Linked DNA regions of Mus musculus: regions 1, 3 and 4 are each linked to region 2. The links are chromatin contacts, called in public HiChIP or PLAC-seq and promoter capture Hi-C maps. All regions are on one chromosome and are shown on one strand. Each heading gives the region's core, a stretch centred on a gene start, on an enhancer-like site or on the middle of the called end of the contact. The rest is flanking DNA. Distances are from core to core; before and after follow the strand shown.

Region 1 (2,877 bases), core at 82-2,581, 1.9 Mb after region 2:
CGGTGGCGGCTGCACTCATTCCCTGCTCACTGGGTAGTCAAGTAGCTCACGTTGTCAAGTGTCTATCCAAGTCTTTGGCATCTTCTAAAACTTGCCTGTGATTTATCCATTGAACTCTTATATAATCTAGACACAGGTCTTGTATTAGATTTTATTATGAATGTTTTCTTCTAACCTGTAGTCTACCTTTTCATTTTCCTAACAGCTTCTTTCAAAAGATCAGAAGACTCTACTTCTGAGGAAAGATTTTATCTGTTTCTCCCTCTGTGGTTTTTTAGTTTGCGCCTGCTAAGGTCTCACGGGCTCATGTGCTGACTCATAGTCCCAGCAGGTGGCGCTATTTCGAGAGGTTCGGTATTCTTTAAGAGGTGGTGTCTGGCTAGAGGAAGTAGGTCACTGGGGGCGTGGCCTTGGGGACTGCGGCTTTTTCCCTTAGATCTTGTATACACGTTTGTCCTTCTGCACGCCGTTCTAAACGCTCATTTAGGATACTAGAGTCAGCTTTGTCTTTGCCTATACGCCTGCTAACCTGCTGCCCACCTGCTGCCCCGGGGATCTCCATCATTGCCCACCGACCACTGCTTCTCAGCTGATGAAGCGCAGCTCCTCCTGCAGCTCCGGGCTCTGCCCCAGCTTGGACCTCCAAGACTACTATGTCTTAATGAAAGTCATCTCTAAGAGTGATCCTCGAACAAGGGCTCTAGAGCGTTTGTGGCGTCCCCCCACCCCACCCCCCGCATCCTTCCTGATCCCAGAACTGCTCCAATTCCAAGGCTTCTTGCCCAGGCAGCAGCTACAGGCGGGTCTACTCAGTCTTCACTCCTCAGATCCCTTAGATAATGTCACACATGTAGACCCGCCACAGGTGGCCCTTGCAGATAGAAAGGGGCACGCTTTCTGAGGCTGGCAACTTCCCTGTCCGACTGGTACCCAGCAGCCCACCTTCCTGCTCTGGTAGGCATCTTCTGTTAGATCTTTTTCCTGCATCCGTCCAGCCCGCGCTTACCGGAGCAGGGAGGTTTTGTGGAGTTCCCTTGTCTTTCTGTGCCGCAACAGAGCAGGACACAGAAACATGGGTGGATGGATGGGAGGTGAGCGCAGCCTGGCAAGGAAAGTGAAGACAGCATGGTATGGGTGCCCTGGGTGCCAATTCAACACTCAAGAGTTCTTGACCTGGCCTCACTCGGTGTCCATCAGTTCCGCTCCGCCTGCTTCTTGTCTACTTCCCCGCCCCCTTCCCCTCCCTACTCCCAGCGTCACGGACTCCTCAAGTGTAGCCCCGCCCCGAGCTCCCGCGTCCTTGGTCTGGGCCCCGTCTCTAGGCAACCGCTACTGGTCCAGCAGTGGAGCTGTATAGTTGAGGGCCTCCAGGGCCATGGACCTGATCATAACGCAGGAACTGGCCCGTGCCCGGAATCAACAAGGTGGGTCTCACTCTAACTTTGCTGATGGGAACCCCTTGACCTAAGTAGAGTGGCACAAAAGTCCGTGATGCGATGCGGTGGATACAGTTGTTGAACCCTGGCCTAGTCGCTGAGTGGGGATGGTTGAAAGCAACCTGGCCAGGAATTCAGACCCATATTTCTGTGCCAGAGGAAGGCTCTTCCAGGGACTGTGGACTGTGTCTCTCTGACATACCTATGCTGGGCCCCTCTGCTGATCCTCTGCCCGATAGATGCAACTGCCCTGCGAAGAGCTTATGAACTGATCAAGTCTGCAAACCTGGGAAAGTCGGAGCTTGACCCCACAGAGAGCTTCAGCCCGGACCTGTTTGTGCTGTGTGCAGAGCAGGCACTCAAGGTGAAGCCCTTGAGTGACTGGCTGTCACTGGCACACAATGAACCTGTCCCCACCTTCACATCTTTGGGTGTAAACGGCACAGGGTTAGGGTGGATGGGACATTTGATGAGTGTTGTGAGTATAGAAATGACCAAGCTAGCCTCACCAGTGACCCAGAGCGCCTTCATCCTGGGCATCTTCCTTCCTCTTCCTGGCTTCAATCTCCTACAGATGAAAGAGCCTGAGATAAGCGAAGACTGCATCCAGATGTACTTCAAAGTGAAGGCGCCAATCACTCAGTTTTTGGGCCGAGCGCACCTGTGCAGGGCCCAGCTTTGTGCCCCACAGTCAGAGGAAAATGTGGTAAGACTACCCCTCTCCACTTCTCACCCCACCTCCAGGGATGGCAGCAAGGCAGGTCTTAGAGAAGCTTTAAAGCAAAATGGGACTGAGGAACCAGAGTCTCCTTCACAGTGATGCAAAAAACATCGGCAGTTCCCATTTGTGCTTTTCTCTCCGCTCGGTACTCGCCAGGTGCCTGACATGAGTCCATATGACCTCCCACCTCTGCAAGGGGGTGCTATGACCTTTCTGTCTTCTCTCCCCCAAAGCCCTTCCTGGGCTGGGCAGAGCGGGAGGTGGGAGAGTCTGGAACCCACAGGCACAGCCAGCTGTGGTTGCTCAAGGGTCTTCGCTGTCCCCGGACTGTGCATAAGCTGGGGTGAAAACCAGTTTGCATTGGATGCCAGGAATGAAGATGAGCAGCAGTGGGTGCTGGGGTGGCTAGTTGGCTCACCTGGGTATTCTTTGTGCTGTCTTAGGAAGAATTTGAAAATTGCGTGACACAGTACATGAAGGCCATAAACTTTGCAAAAGGAGAACCGAGGTAGGTATGCTGAACTGTCTGTCTGCTTCTACTTGATTGCATAAGACTCTGGTGCCCACAGAAGCAAGCGATGTCATTTCTCTTTCTGACATCCATCCCTTCTCCTTTCTGTTTTGTGCTTGTAACGAATGGAGTTATGACACAGGCTTGTCTTACTAGCTGGGAAGGCCAGCCATACCCATGCAGACTTCCTATGCTGTGCTTGCTCAGGG
Region 2 (2,788 bases), core at 171-2,670:
GACCCAGGCAAGCTGGGGTCCTGCACACAGTCTTAGGGAATACAGTATAAATTTAAGTGTTAGTGTGACGACACACTGGGCAAAATTCCTCAGGAAGCATATTAATCTCTAAAGTAACAAAAATCATGGAGTCAGCTATTTGCTGGATACCAAGAAAAAAATAAACTGACAGGAAAATGGCTTTTCTTCTCATCAGTAAGGGGGTGTCTGATAACCCTCAGAAGTTTCTGTAAGCCAAAGTCCTGGGCACCCGCCCTGCCTGACCTTTAACCTTCCGACCCATTTCACTTTGAGCAGATTTTTTTTTTCCACCCAGGGGACACTGGCTACAGAACTGCTCAGCGGAGAAGCAGGCGCAGCTTCCAGCATCCACACCCGGCTGCTCCCGGTTCCCTGGGGGAATGAGTCACTTTAATCGCAGTGGGTGAGATCTAATCATCGCCCAACATGCCGCCTGAATCAGGTCCGAGAGACGTATAGTGTCCCTATCCCCGCCCAAAGAGAAATCCACGCTGTTTTGGAAAAGGCTGGGTTAAAGGCTCCATTACTAGAAAGACCAAGATGACATCATGCTGGGGAGGGGCGTCTAGGGCCGGAAACCCCTCGACTGTGCCACAAACCCCACAGACTCCCCACCGCGCCCCGCACTCCCATCGCTACACCTAGATCTCAAGACACCTAAGCCCCGCACCTCAGTCTGAACACCCACAGGCAATCTCCCAACTGTCCAAACCCATACATGCAATCACTCTACCAGGGGTCCGCACCCCAGATCTCTGCCTAACATCTCTGCTCCTACCCCAACCCCACTGCCAGATTTGCACCTCCAGGACCCTGCCCCACTCACCAGCACGAATCTTCACTCTACACCTCATCTTCGGGTCAGGACTTGGGACACCACCACCATCACCCCAGTCTGGTCCCCCCGCAGCAGGCTACCAACTCCCGCCAGATGTGCACCCAGGACGCGCGCTCTGCACCCTAAGCGCCCGCGCGGGACCCCCGCCCCACCGCGCGATCTGCACTCCACAGCCCTCCTTCTCAAGCCTGAGCGGACCCGCGCACCGGCCCACACCCCTCTCCCCGTTCCGGCCGAACCCCCCAGACCCCCGGCCGCACCTGCGGACCCCCGGCCGCGCCCCCGCTCAGGCCCGCCCGGCGTCTGGCACTCACAGTTGCGGATGTCGGAGATGAAGACCGCTAGGCCTCGCATCCCGTCCCCCTTGGATACGGCCGGCATCTTTGCGCCCCGGGAGCGGCCTCGGCGGCGGGCTAGAACAGCACGGGCGCGGCGGTCACGCCGAAGAGCCCTGGAGCGCGGAGCCGCCTAGCCACAGCCGCCTCGGGCCCCCGAGCGCCGCTCGCTGGGCTGCGCGCGCGAGCACGCACGACGCACGCGCTGGCGCGCACGCTGAGCCTCGCGCCCGGCGACGGGCGGTGCAAGAGAGCGTGCGCATTCTCGCGGTGCTGGGGGGCGGGGGGAGGACGAGGAGGATGGGGGCGTGGCGCGGGATAGAGCCGGATTGCTGCTTGGAGAACCGGAGCTGTGCGGAGCGCGCAGGCGCTACACCTCCTGGTATCACCGCCTGGTGAAGGATCCTTCCAATGTATACCGGAGTAGCCCCGATCTCGCTCTCACGGGTGAGCCCGGCTTTACCTAGACAGAGACACTGACACCAGTGCGGGATCAACCCAGTGTCACACAGGGGTGTAGGGGAGGAGCGGGCTGCACTAGCACCTACAGCAGTCAACCTTTGCCTGTGCAAACCGGCCCCAGAGCCCTGGCAGTTGGACTGACCTACCCCAGGCCACCGGCGTGGAACCGGAGTGAGAGGCGTTTACAAGCCTCTAAACTGGGACAAAAGGAAGCGCTACTCCAGGTTCCTACTTCCCTTACAAATGGGGAAACTGAGGCTTGAAGCTAGACTGACCACTCTTGCCGAGGTGACTGTTGTCTGGAGTACAACCTCTCAGCATTCATCCAGGCCCCTTTGCTTATTGCTTCTGCTCCCCTGTTCCCCTCTCTAGCGAGGTGGCCCCATTGGATCCTTCCTATGGACCCATTTTGCAGAAGAGCGGGATTGGCCCACCACTCCAGGAAGTGGAGATCATGGTGGCTCTTCCCTAGCTCTCTTCTGTGAAGAGGAAGCTTCACACCTAAGGTGGTTATCATGATCCAGACCCACTAGGCAGAACTCTCTGTCCCTTGCTTTTATACAGATGTGGTAGAGCCTAGTCCAGAGAATAAGAGGCACGACCCTCCTATAAATCAGGCAGTCCACCAAGGTCCCAGGACTGATGGAAGAAACTGAGAACATAATAAGCCAAATCTCTGGTGAGGCTGCTGAATTTGCCTGACTTTTTAAGAGGTGAAAGAGCCAGCACCAGAAAATAAACTTCCTCCAGCTTGTCTGCACCATCAAAAAGATGCTTCTGGGCCATATAAGGAGTGCTGGACAGGTGGCAATAGGAATCCCATTGCTTATGCCCAGACAGGAATGAGACTGCAGGAGATTCTCAGACTCCTCCATTGTACTGACTCTGAGAGTCACCACAGCCATCCTATAGTTAGTATTTTAAATAATTTCATTATAAATTATTTATTGAAAGGGGTGTGCAATGTGGAACTCAAAGGACACTTTGTGAGAGTCAATTTTTTTCCTTCCACCTTGTGAGTCCCAGGAAGCACCTTTACCCACTGAGCCATGTCTAAAAAATGGTTAATCTTGGTTGTCATATTGGATAGGATCTACTACACTCATCATGAAAACAAACATCTGGACACACC
Region 3 (2,700 bases), core at 117-2,616, 1.5 Mb after region 2:
TAAAGGAAGCAAAGAAGCATTATTCTAAAAGTTATTCCAGGAATTATTCTCCTTAGGGCAGTCTAAACAGTCATGCTAACAGACAGCTTTGTTGGCAAGTTTATAAAAGTAAGCAGAGAGAGAGAGAGAGAGAGAGAGAGAGAGAGAGAGAAACCCTAGGGGGTTCCATGGGAGAAGTGTGAAGAGCACACAGGGGATTCCATGGGAAAAGCACACACACTTGGGACAGTCCCCAGTGCCCTGCTGGTAGCATCAGAGGGCCATGGAAGACACCACACCAGCACAAGCACTTGCTAGCACCTCACCCTCTGCTCTGTTAGTGTCCTCACTAAGATTTGATTACAGTGTCTGTTCCCAGGCTTAAGACTGGGGACAGTCACAACTGGGTCCCTCACGTACCCTCTGTTCGTCTTGGGCTTATCAAATCGGAAATCCGCAGGGTACAGGTGTAGCCTCACCATGTGATCCTTCCGGTCTTGGCTGGTCTTGAACTTCTCTGGGCAGCTTTCAACCAAGCACTGGTACTACAAAGAATAAAGTGTCACCTCTACTCTCACCCTGCCCTAAGCCCTAATCCCAGTCACCACTGCAGATGCACCCAGTGCAGTCAGCACCCACCATGTCTTGCCTCTGGGCCAGGATCTGAAACAGAGAGTCGTGCCATTCCAGGATGTGGACATCCAGCAAATGCCCAGAGGGGAAGGCACGGTTGCAGAAGGAGCAGGTGTTTCCATGCATCATGTGGTAGTGGTGCTGGTAGTCTTCTATGGCGGCAAACACTTGGCAACAGCCAGCCACCTGACAGGTGAACTCAGGCACCCTGGGAAAGGAGGTGTGTCTCTTGGAAGAATGTTTCCCCCTTCCCCCAACTATCCCAAGGCAGGAATTCCGGCGGAACTTCTTACCCATATTCCAGCTGAGCCTGAAACAAGAAGAGCGCTTCTTGTGCCACCCCAAACCTTACTAACAGACTAGGGGAGGGAAGTCCAGCCAAGCCATGCTCCTGTTAGGGCAGGGTGGTGCTAAGTGGATGCTACTCGGGTGTCAACTGGGAGGGGTCGGAGTCCCAGGGTGTAAGCGGACGAGAGAGGAGGAATCAGGATAGCGCTAGCAAGCCGAGTAAGGCCTCGAAGCCAAGGTGCTCACATGGATTTTTCCGGCGTCTCGGACACTTGCGTGAGCATGTCCTGCAAGTACAGGTGCCGCTGCACATCCCCATCCTACAGAAGACACGCGTCAAGAGCTGTGGGTGGACTCCGGCATCGAAGCCACGCCCTACAGCTCGGAGCCACGCCCCAACCCATAGAGCTGTGTCCAGCCCCTTGATCCGGTCCACAGGTCCGGTCCCCACAAGCCCCGCCCACAGCGACAGTCTTGCTTCTAGGCCCCTCCCTGTGGGGCTCAGGACATCTTCCGCCCGGGTTGTCACGCACCTCGAAGAATTCGTGATCCCGCGGGAAGCGCACGGCACGCGGCGCGAATCGGAAGGGTGCCTCCCCAGCCGCAGGGTTCCTCTCCACGGGCAGCGGTTCGGCTGCCCCCGGCTCCCCGGCCAGGCGGGAATATAGTGCAGGGGGAAGCAACATCACCACGGCCGCCGCGGCCCTTCGGCCACCGTCGGAGGGGTGGTGACGGACGTGACGTCTACTAACTTCCTGTGGCGACCCTGCGGGGCGGGACGCGACGCGCGGAGGTGAGTCAGGGCTGGGTCTGTGTTGTGGCGGGAACTGGTCGGAGAAGGGCGGGGCTGGAGCCGGGCGCGGGATCGGGTACCGGAGCCAGGCTGGCCTGCAGCGGGGAAGAGCCTGATTCTCTTGGGCCTCTGCCGCCGGCGGTTCCGTCCGCCAGCCCGGGCTTGTCTCGCTCCACGGTGCGACTGCCTCTCTGGCTCTTTCAGTCCTCTCCAGGAGTCCAATTGGAGGCAGTGGCCTTGGGAAGTTCGTGGTTAGTGTGACTCCTCTCTTGACAGCCCCGCGGTGACTGCGGTGCTGGCCTGCGGGTTTTCTGCATCTGCTGCTGGTGCTCGGGGTTCAGGGGTGAAGGGATCAGGGCCTGCTGCAGTAGAGACAGGTGTGGAAAGAAACCCTAACCTAAACAAAAAGACGATCGAAACGTGCGGCTGACACTTTGAGGGGCTTTAACTTTGCTCCTCTACCAAAGTAGGTCACCCTCCCCCAGTATGAATATAAGTGTCAAGAAAGAAGGGACGCTACTGTTTAATAGATACAAATGAAAGCCTTTTGGGATTATTCTCCCTCTCTCTCAGCCCAGGCCTTGCTCGGTCTGTTTCTCTTTCTCTCTGTTCTGGATTCTTCCAAATGTCTCTGGATGTTTTCTCTCTTATTTATAGTAAAACCTTCCCCCTAAGGAGAGGGACCTGGGGAGCAGGGAGAGGCACGGGCGGGGGGGCGAAGAAGAGAAGGAGGGAGGGATGAAGGAAGGAAAGCCTTTCTGTAATTAAGCCCTGGAAATGAGCGTTTCTATGTCTTTAGACAGCTGCTTATGACCAGGCGTGATATCATCTCTCTCACTTTTGTCTCTGTAAAAGTATTTGGATTCTTGACATTTTGCAAATGATAAAATGTTTTTGACAGGCCATGTCTTGGTTAGGTGTTTTGTTTTGTTTTTTGTTTTTTGTTTTCGAGACAGGGTTTCTTTGTGTATCCTGGCTGTCCTGGACAACTCACTTTGTTAGACCAG
Region 4 (2,700 bases), core at 9-2,508, 1.5 Mb after region 2:
CTGAAGGTCCTGAGTTCAAATACATGGTGACTCACAACCATCCGTAATAAGATCTGATGCCCTCTTCTGGTGTGTCTGAAGACAGCTACAGTTTACTTTTGTATAATAATAAATAAATCTTTAGGCTGGATTGAGTGGGCTCCACCAGAGTGAGCAGAGGTCCTGAATTCAAATTCCCAGCAACCACATGATGGCTCACAACCATCAGTACAGCTACAGTGTACTCATATACATAAAATAAATAAATAAATCTTTTTTAAGGCGGATTCCAGTCAACAGCAAGACAGAACTGTGAACAGAGAGTACTGCTGCCTCGAGCGGAAGACCAGGAGAAGCACGGCCACTAGAGATGCCCTGTGTGAAGCGAGGCATACTATCAACTAAACATCTGTCCAGTGCCTTCTGCATATTACCATTATTCAGGCACCAGTGACCAAGCAAGACAAGGCCAGTCCTAGGAAAGCTTCCAGCCCAGAAATTCAGACATGGAAAGGCGTCTAGAGGAGCGCCCTCTAGGTCAGAGGCCAACCACAGCTGTCCTGACCCCAGCTTCTATTGTGAGATCTCAGGGGAAGGAACAGGCTCTCCCTTAACCCCTGGAATCCCAGCTGGAGGAGCAGCCAGGGCTCCTCTGGTCTCCTGGTTGCCCCCCTGCAGTGAAGTGACATGAGATGTGAGAACTGGTGTGATGTATGCCTTTGCATGCTGTGTGTGTCAGGGGTGTAAATTGTGTATGAAGTGTGTCTTAGCAATATGTAGCCGGGCAGTGGTGGCGCACGTCTTTAATCCCAGCACTTGGGAGGCAGAGGCGGTGGATTTCTGAGTTTGAGGCCTGGTCTACAGAATGAGTTCCAGGACAGCCAGGGCTACACAGAGAAACCCTGTCTTGAAAAACAAAAAACAAACAAATAAACAAAAATCAACAACAAAAAAAAAGAAAGAAAGAAAGAAAGAAAGAAAGGAAGGAAGGAAGGAAGGAAGGAAGGAAGAAAGAAAGAAAGGAAGGAAGGAAGAAAGAAAGAAAGAAAGCAAGCAATATGTGCGTATGGGAGGGTGAAGTGTGTATCAAGTATGTGAAATGTATTTCGTGGGTGTGTGAAGTGCTTGTGTCAGGTGTGTGAGTGTGATAAGAGACAGTGCAGAGATCTGCCGTGGGAGGGGGTGTGAGGCCACCTGAGCCACAGTGGTCCCTCCTCCAGCCTGCATCTCCATGGCAACCACAGCCTCGCTCTCAGGCTTCAGCCCCTAGCCCGCCCCGCCTGGTGGTGAAGCGCCTGGAACTGCATCCTCCGCATCTACACTGCATCCCTGTCCTCCCGCGACTGCGTCCTGCAGCAACTGCCTGTGAGCCATTTCCACGTTTCTCCTTTTGGAATGGGGACGAGGGGGCCAGCATGTGTGCGTGGGTGTGCAAGGGTGCAGGGATGTGAGAGGTGCGAGGAAGGGGGCGGGTGCAAGAGTGTGTGACTGTGCGTCTGTGGGATGTACGTGCAAAGATATGGGTGTAGGGGTTGAGAGTCTATGTGGGAGTGATTTGACTGATCCGATGTCTGCCAGAGCGGTGGAGCACAGCCATCTCCTTCCTGTGGTCTCCACTAGAAGTCAGGTTGGCCCCGCTGGCTCCGGTGGAGGGTGGTCATTAGACCTCTCGGGACAGTTGGGGGCAGCAGCTCTGCTGGCTTGAGGTGGATGGAAAGGTCCCTAGACCTCAAGGTATGTCGAGAAACCCCTACAGGCCAGTGGCAGCCTGGACATTAGGAAGAATTATGGCTGCTCAGCCTGCACAAACCCCATATGAAGCTGCAAATCCTTATCCTGGGCATAGTAGGGTAGCAGGGGCGGCGGGACAGCTGGACCTCATCTCGCCCAGTTCATGGTGACTGCAGACCCCCTCCTTGTGGGCTGGCTCCACCTCTGCAGGTCTGGGAGAGCCAGTGGGAGCTGTGCATCTCCAAGGTGGCCCAGGGGCAAAACCGTCAGCTCCTGTTCGGGTCTGACTGCTGGGTGCTGGGTGTTAAAAAAGGAAACAGCTCGATGGAGAGAAAGGGATTAGCAGAAGGGGTGTTGCCCAGAACATTGAGCGTTAGGGCCTGATGGGGGTCGCTGAGTGAAGGTTAAAGGATGGTAGGAGGTATGATAGCCATTTGTCTCAAACCACCTGCCGCGGGGCTTGGCTCTAGATGCTGGGCCACAGGTGGCTGGTGAGTGTCGGGAGCCACAAGCAGCTGTGCCCCTCCTCTCTGTCCCTCTTTGCTTGGGCCCCACAGAACAACAGCCGTTCAAACTGGAGGCAAACATCTATGACCTAAAAGGCTTGGGTGCAAGCAGACCAGGGTGGGCACTGCGGCAGCGTCGTAAGAGGAGAGCACGAGCCCCCACCAATGTGCACTTCTGTGTGACGCAGCATGAAAGGGTCCGTGTGAACGTGAGTCTGTGACCTCTAACCCAGCTTTTATGGGTTTTCAAATAAAAATTCGCATCCTCCAATATTTGTCCGTCAGCGTCTTGTTGGTGCATAGACCGTGATCAGAGATACCCGCCCCACCACCCCCGGAGAGCGCTGAAAATGAAAAACAAACTCTCGGGAGACCAAATGACAGAGTGGGATAGAGGGGAGGACCCGTGGATGATGTTAGGAAGTCTTCCCAATTCTAAACCTTTATGACCCCTATCATCTTCCCAGCGGGAACCCCAAAATCC

Evidence for each region. Promoter capture Hi-C pulls out the DNA fragments that hold promoters and counts their contacts. HiChIP or PLAC-seq counts read pairs in DNA pulled down with a chosen protein or histone mark. Capture Hi-C pulls out chosen DNA fragments and counts their contacts.
Region 1: a contact with region 2 is called in a promoter capture Hi-C map of cranial neural crest. The contact joins the promoter of Cfap46 here to the promoter of Ap2a2 in region 2. A contact is called at or near these places in 2 of 39 promoter capture datasets (the C10 cell line and cranial neural crest).
Region 3: a contact with region 2 is called in a promoter capture Hi-C map of pancreatic islet, with 4 times the contacts expected there. The contact joins the promoter of Tubgcp2 here to the promoter of Ap2a2 in region 2. A contact is called at or near these places in 1 of 484 Hi-C or Micro-C datasets (B cells), 1 of 115 datasets of contacts at active chromatin or transcription factors (thymic regulatory T cells) and 2 of 9 other capture datasets (adipose tissue and pancreatic islet).
Region 4: a contact with region 2 is called in an HNF4G HiChIP or PLAC-seq map of pancreatic cancer cells. The contact joins the promoter of Caly here to the promoter of Ap2a2 in region 2.

What each region holds. Positions count from the first base shown.
Region 1 is chr7:139,682,269-139,685,145 of GRCm38.p6, reverse strand. Cfap46 (cilia and flagella associated protein 46) reads left to right here and starts at 1,331. Exons shown (of 59, transcript NM_001302546.1): 1 at 1,331-1,424; 2 at 1,676-1,800; 3 at 2,011-2,142; 4 at 2,601-2,665. The coding sequence starts at 1,376. It overlaps Gm32680 (a long non-coding RNA gene), which reads right to left and starts at 1,092. Exons shown (of 3, transcript XR_389968.2): 1 at 1,007-1,092.
Region 2 is chr7:141,560,812-141,563,599 of GRCm38.p6, reverse strand. Ap2a2 (adaptor-related protein complex 2, alpha 2 subunit) reads right to left here and starts at 1,420. Exons shown (of 22, transcript NM_007459.3): 1 at 1,174-1,420. The coding sequence starts at 1,240.
Region 3 is chr7:140,035,340-140,038,039 of GRCm38.p6, reverse strand. Tubgcp2 (tubulin, gamma complex associated protein 2) reads left to right here and starts at 1,366. Exons shown (of 18, transcript NM_001286007.1): 1 at 1,366-1,693. Zfp511 (zinc finger protein 511) reads right to left here and starts at 1,649. Exons shown (of 6, transcript NM_027201.1): 1 at 1,434-1,649; 2 at 1,147-1,220; 3 at 619-820; 4 at 400-524. The coding sequence starts at 1,586.
Region 4 is chr7:140,081,106-140,083,805 of GRCm38.p6, reverse strand. It overlaps Caly (calcyon neuron-specific vesicular protein), which reads left to right and starts at 1,258. Exons shown (of 5, transcript NM_001190385.1): 1 at 1,258-1,344.